2 separate regions of the Sus scrofa genome follow, and region 1 is linked to region 2. The links are chromatin contacts, called in public HiChIP or PLAC-seq maps. All regions are on one chromosome and are shown on one strand. Each heading gives the region's core, a stretch centred on a gene start, on an enhancer-like site or on the middle of the called end of the contact. The rest is flanking DNA. Distances are from core to core; before and after follow the strand shown. Region 1 holds the start of MBTD1 (MBT domain-containing protein 1). Region 2 holds the start of NME2 (NME/NM23 nucleoside diphosphate kinase 2).

Region 1 (2,700 bases), core at 150-2,649, 87 kb before region 2:
TCACTTATCAAATAGAGTAATTTTCAGTAAGGCTTTGCTTGGCCATCCGATGTAAAATTTCATAGGCCTCCTCTACACACACTTATCTCCCTTTCTCGAGTACCTTTATTTTTTCTCTTCAGCACTTCACTGACATACCTGAACTTTATCTTCTGCCTCTACCACTAACACAAAAGCGCCAAGAAGGAAGGGATGTTTTCCTGCATTGCTGCTTCTCTTCCAGTGCCTAGAGAATGCCTAGAAATAGCCTATCTTGGAATAAAAAACAGGTTCAGGATTTAAAAAAAAAAAAAAAAAAAGAGGCAAAAAGTGTGCAAAAAATATTATGCAGGGTTCTCATTGCCAGGAAAAGTATCTGGTGCCAAACTGGCCCACAGAGATTTACTGGCTAGACGAAGGCAAGATCGTTCTCAAAAGCTAGCTAGTCTATCATATGGATAAACTGTTAAAACAGACTCTCAGGCCCGTGCCCATGAATTCTTACTCCACAAACGAGGTGGAATCCCCGAATCACAAGATATTGAGGCAGGCTACTGAACGGCCAAGCGGAAAGGAGCACCGAGTTTAGGAGATGATGGGGTTGAGCTGCGAAAAATGCTCAAGACTTTCAACACAGATTAGTATGTATTGAGCGCCTGCTAGATACCTGGGAAAGCGGTTCCCAAGGGAGTGAAGCGCTGTCTCCGCCCTCCGGAGACTTTCAGAGTGGCACCCCTGGGCGCCCGCGTTCCCGGCTCCCTCCCACCTGAGAGCTCCTCTGCGCCGCAGGTCTCCCAGGCTCCGCCCCTGGAGACTCACCGCCCACCGAGCGCCCAGCCCGCGCGCCTCGGCCTCCCTCACCCGCGGGCCCCGCAGACGCCGCAGCAGCGCGTCCTCGTCGTCCAACACATCGCCGAAGACCAGCTCCTCCAGGCACTGCTCCACGGCCGGCTTGTCCTCCTCCAGCCTCAAGCGATTCCGCTGCCGGAGCCGTCTCTCCTCCTCCGCCGCGATTGCTATCGCAGCGGCCGCTGCTCCCGGCGGGGCCGGCGGTTGCCGCTGGGATGAAGCAGCAGCCTTTCGGGGCGGCCCAGCCCGCCCCAGTCCAGCTCTCCGGCCCGGCTTCACTTGGGTCTTCCGGCCCGGTCTCACTCCGGGTGTCCTGTCCGGTCTCGCTCGGCCCCTCCGTTCCGGCGGCATCCTTGGGTTTGAGAAGGAACGCGGGCGCTCACGTGGAACCTCACTGCGCATGCGCCGAGGCCCCTCGCTTTCCGCTGCTGCTGGGGCTGCCGGAGGCCGGAAAGAGCCTGCAACGCCTGTGAGCACGTGACCAACACTCTCTCGCTCTACGTAACGCCCACTCCCCGCAAGAGCTCCTCCCCGTGTGGGAGTTCCTCCGGGAGGACCAATCTTCCGAGTAGAGGGGGAAGCGTCGTAACTGGAGTGGGAATTTTCTTCCAACACAACTTCGCAGCTACAAGTGATTGAAAGGAACGCAAGAATGCTAGGGTATAAACTGAGGTGACGGGATGAAATTTCTCCTTTCCTTCCTGACTTTTAACCACTTGACTTACACGAGCCCCAATTGCCTTTTCCACCCCTTCGTCTTGGTACGGCCCGTGGAGTACGGAGCCTGCAGAGGGTCCCATGCTGGAAGACTGAGAGGAGGGTATGTAGGGAAGTGGGCCAATCGGGGCGCGGGTCACGGCGCAGGCGCGCTAGGGAGGGAGGGCTATGCTAATGTTGTTGATATCCTGGGGCCACCCGAGTTAAAGGGGGGAAATCCGGGGGCTGCCGCAGCTGCCACCGGTCTGGGCCCATCCGGGGCCCCCCCTGTAGTCGCCATAGTTCTGGGCAGAGGCGTCTGCCCCCAGCTCGGGAGGGGGCGCCGCGGGCCTGGGGAGCACGGACAACCCCTACCCATGAGGCCCTGATGGAAAACACAAAGGATCTGGTGAGAGCCGAGCGCGGCAGCTGCTTTGTGTGCCAGGTGGGGGGGACGCCCGCAGCTCCCCAACCTCAGGAACCCCTGCAGCTCCCTGACCCTGCTCCCTGGCCTGCTTCTCCATCCCACGCCCCCTTCACCTCCGGAGTCCCCCTCCCCCCTGCCGGCCGTTAAACGATGCGGGGAGAGGGGGTTTCCCCTCCCCCCACCCGCTCAGCCCCGGACTGTTCGGGGTTCTCTCTCTCCCCCCCCCCTCCTCCGCTTTCTGGACGAGAAATTTTAGAAGAAAGTTATTCTTTGCGTCCCGCCCCCCTCCTCCTTCAGCTCTGGCTGCGAGGGGGGCAGACTGGATTTGAGAGTTCCTTTTTTGGCCGCTCAGGGTCGCAGAGTGGACGCCTCACCTCTCCCAGGGGGGCAGAGTTTCGGTGCTTTGCAGGGGAAGGCGCTCTCCGCTGTGGGGCGAGTGCTGCGAGGCGTTTCGCACGTGGAGGTGGAAAAATTGAAAGGGGGCGGGGTGGGCACGTGTGGGAGGGAGAGGTGGGAGTGGTGTTTGGGAAGCTGCCGACGAGGCAGCCTATTTACAAGGGTCCTAAGTCGGAGGGCTTTATGACCGTCGCGTTCCCTTTTGTGAAATGAGAATCCTAACATTTCAGAGTCGGAAGAGACAGTAGAGGTCACCCAAGGCAGCCGGCCCCCGTGCAGCCTCTCTGAAAAGTGGTAGGTAGCCTGGCCTCTGCCCCAACCCTTACAGACGCGCTCGCTGCTTCCCAGGAAAG
Region 2 (2,834 bases), core at 77-2,576:
AGGCAGCCAAAAATGAAAAAAGTCGGTGGTTTGAGGATCTAGATTTAGGAAGTTAACTGTCGGCTGGAATCAAAGGAAATATGGCAGCAGCCATATCAAACCCTCTGGCCCACAATGCCCTTTTAAACATTTCAGACTTGAACTGAGAACCACCTCCTCTTCACTGATGAGTTTAGTTTAAATTTCAGTTCTTATTTATCCCTTACGGGTCCGGATCCAAGCCCCAATTTTAATGTGGAAAATAAAGTTACTGCCCTAAGCCAACGAGAGCCTGCAGAAAATAAGCAGAAGAAAGAGCACCCCCCTGAAAATCTCAAGCCTCTCAAGAGTTGCAAGCTAAAGCACAAAAGGATTCCACCCTCCAGCCCCAGCCTGGGTGGACCCGCGTGGGCCCGAGGCTCAGGCCTTCTCCACTCCCTGCTGCCCCCCTGCGGCCCACGGCCCAACGCAGCCGCGGGGAGGAAGCAGCCCCGGAGCCCGAGTCACGTTACCTCCGCTTAACCTTCCAAGGGCGTCTTTCCCCCCGGGCTTCGAGGAAGGGTCAGTGGGGCCGAGGCACCCTGGGGAGGGGACCCAGGGCAAAGAGGTTCTCGCAGGGGCGAAATCATTCGAGGGGGGGTCTCTGACTGGGAAAAAAGACCTGCATCGCCACTGGGGTAAGAAGTACCACCCGCGACCCTGAGGCCGCAGGGGCAGGGAAGCGGGGCATGTACCTGAAGGAACTTCAAGGCAACGAGGCGGAATCCCTTCTGCTCGAAGCGCTTGATGATCTCGCCCACGAGACCGCGCTGGACGCCGTCCGGCTTGACCGCGATGAAGGTGCGCTCCGCGTGGGCCATGGTCCTGCAAGCGGCAGGTGCACTCAGGACCCCGCGGCAGGGCCCACACAGGCCGCACCGGGGCCCCGGACCCGGGCCCCGAGGCCACGTGGCACCCGCCCCCGCCCGCAGACGCTTCTGCGGGGACACGTGGCCTCCCGGAGGCCGCCGCCCTGCCGCCGCCCCTCGGCCAACCCGGGCGCCAGCGGAGGGGACGCGGCAGGGGCCCCGAGAGGAAGGCCGGGCCTGCGGGGCCGAGCGGGGGGGGGGGGGGGGCCTGCGGCCCGGGACCGGCCGGCCGCAGCGCGAGCGGAAAGGGGCCCGAGGGCGGGAAGGCGAAGGAGCCGCTACCTTACCGGTTGGAGGGCGGGCAGCGAGCAGCGGTGGAGAAGTGAGCGGAGACCTGAGAGCGGAGGGACCCCCGCGGCCTGGAGCCCGCGGAGGAGGGGCCCACCGCGGCCACACCCCGGACGGCCCGCCGCCCAACCCGCGAGGCGGGAGGCGGCCGGACGACTCTGTCCACGCCCCGGGTTTGCGGAAGAAGCCGGGGAGGGCTCCTGGGCCAGGAAGTGGTTTCCTCTCCACCTGGACGTGCCACGGTAGGGCCGCGGGCGTCCAATCCACCTCCTTTCTAAATTGCCTCCCATCGCGCGCCCGCACGAAAACCTGTCCCGCTCTCGAGGCCGCATCCCGGCCGGTACCTTCTGCTTTCCCCCTCCGCCGAGCACCCAGAGCTAAGCTTTCTCGCCTCCCGCTCAGGCACCACAGGTCCTTATTCTACCTGTGAAATCCAGTTTCCCCTTTCCCTCCTCTCTGCTGGAGCCCTGCTTCTAGCCCTCCACCTCCCTCATCCGAACCGGCAGCCTCCCAGTGCGCCTCAACCTCACATCTTTGGCAAGGAGCCTCCCTCAGAAGGCTTCTCAAACACTATCTGACCCCTCGGCCCTGCTCTGATGACTCATCCTGCCTGGAGGATGGCATGAATGCTCATTTAGCAAAATACCCGGTGATTTCCACAGAGTGCCCGGCTCCGTGCTGCCTGTCTCCCCACCCACTTTCCCAGACCAATTTCGCTGCCCTGTTCCCACTCAGAAATGATGATCTCTGCCCCAGTATTATCCTGCGGTCAGATTATCCAGTTCAGCCTGAGATACACCCTTGACTAGATGCTAGATTCTCTCATAGAAATCAGGCCTGACAGGAGTTCCCGTCGTGGCGCAGTGGTTAACGAATCCGACTAGGAACCATGAGGTTGCGGGTTCGTTCCCTGCCTTGCTCAGTGGGTTAAGGATCCGGCGTGGCCATGAGCTGTGGTGTAGGTTGCAGACGCGGCTCGGATCCCGCATTGCTGTGGCTCTGGCTAGGCCTGCGGCTACAGCTCCAATTAGACCCCTAGCCTGGGAACCTCCATATGCTGCTGGAGCGTCTCAAGAAAAGACAAAAAAAAAAAGAAAGAAAGAAAGAAATCAGGCCTGACATATGTTTGCAGACAATCTCTGTCTCCTCTCTGCCTGCAAACCACTAGCTACGCTTCGGTGATACCCAGCTTCCCTGGAGGAGCCAGCAAGCCCATCCTCTCAGTATGTGTCCTGACCCCTGTACAGCAGTGTTTGTAGCCTGAGATGGGCAGAGCCCCAGTGTCTCTATTCTCAGGGCAGTGAGCTGACCGCAGGAATCCTGGGTCATCCCCCTAGTGGTCCTGGCACCCCGCCGATAACCTGTGTTGGATGACATGGCTCTATTACCCCTTGCAGGCTTTTCAGACTTCTAGTGTAGGGCCTTAAATGAAACCACAGTACACTGGCAGTCTTTATTCCAAAGCAGGGACACCCCGTGTTCCCTTGGGCCTCAATCTGCAGTACACTTTTATTGGGGCTTCCTTTTTAGAGTTATCACATGTCGAGAGTAGACATTTCACTGGCTCTTTCCCTGCAGAGCTTTGTGTCTCTTGTCGCTAATACCACCTTGTGGTACAGCCAGTCGCAGCCCTCTGCCTTTCACCTCTCCTTTCCTTCC

The links. HiChIP or PLAC-seq counts read pairs in DNA pulled down with a chosen protein or histone mark.
Region 1: a contact with region 2 is called in an H3K27ac HiChIP or PLAC-seq map of alveolar macrophages. The contact joins the promoter of MBTD1 here to the promoter of NME2 in region 2. A contact is called at or near these places in 2 of 5 promoter capture datasets (fetal liver and liver), 2 of 47 Hi-C or Micro-C datasets (liver and skeletal muscle) and 1 of 2 datasets of contacts at active chromatin or transcription factors (alveolar macrophages).

Annotation. Positions count from the first base shown.
Region 1 is chr12:27,525,111-27,527,810 of Sscrofa11.1, reverse strand. MBTD1 (MBT domain-containing protein 1) reads left to right here and starts at 1,399. Exons shown (of 17, transcript XM_021067227.1): 1 at 1,399-1,648. It overlaps UTP18 (U3 small nucleolar RNA-associated protein 18 homolog), which reads right to left and starts at 1,631. Exons shown (of 14, transcript XM_003131596.5): 1 at 841-1,631. The coding sequence starts at 1,230.
Region 2 is chr12:27,438,021-27,440,854 of Sscrofa11.1, reverse strand. It overlaps NME2 (NME/NM23 nucleoside diphosphate kinase 2), which reads right to left and starts at 1,326. Exons shown (of 5, transcript NM_001044610.2): 1 at 1,175-1,326; 2 at 714-843. The coding sequence starts at 839.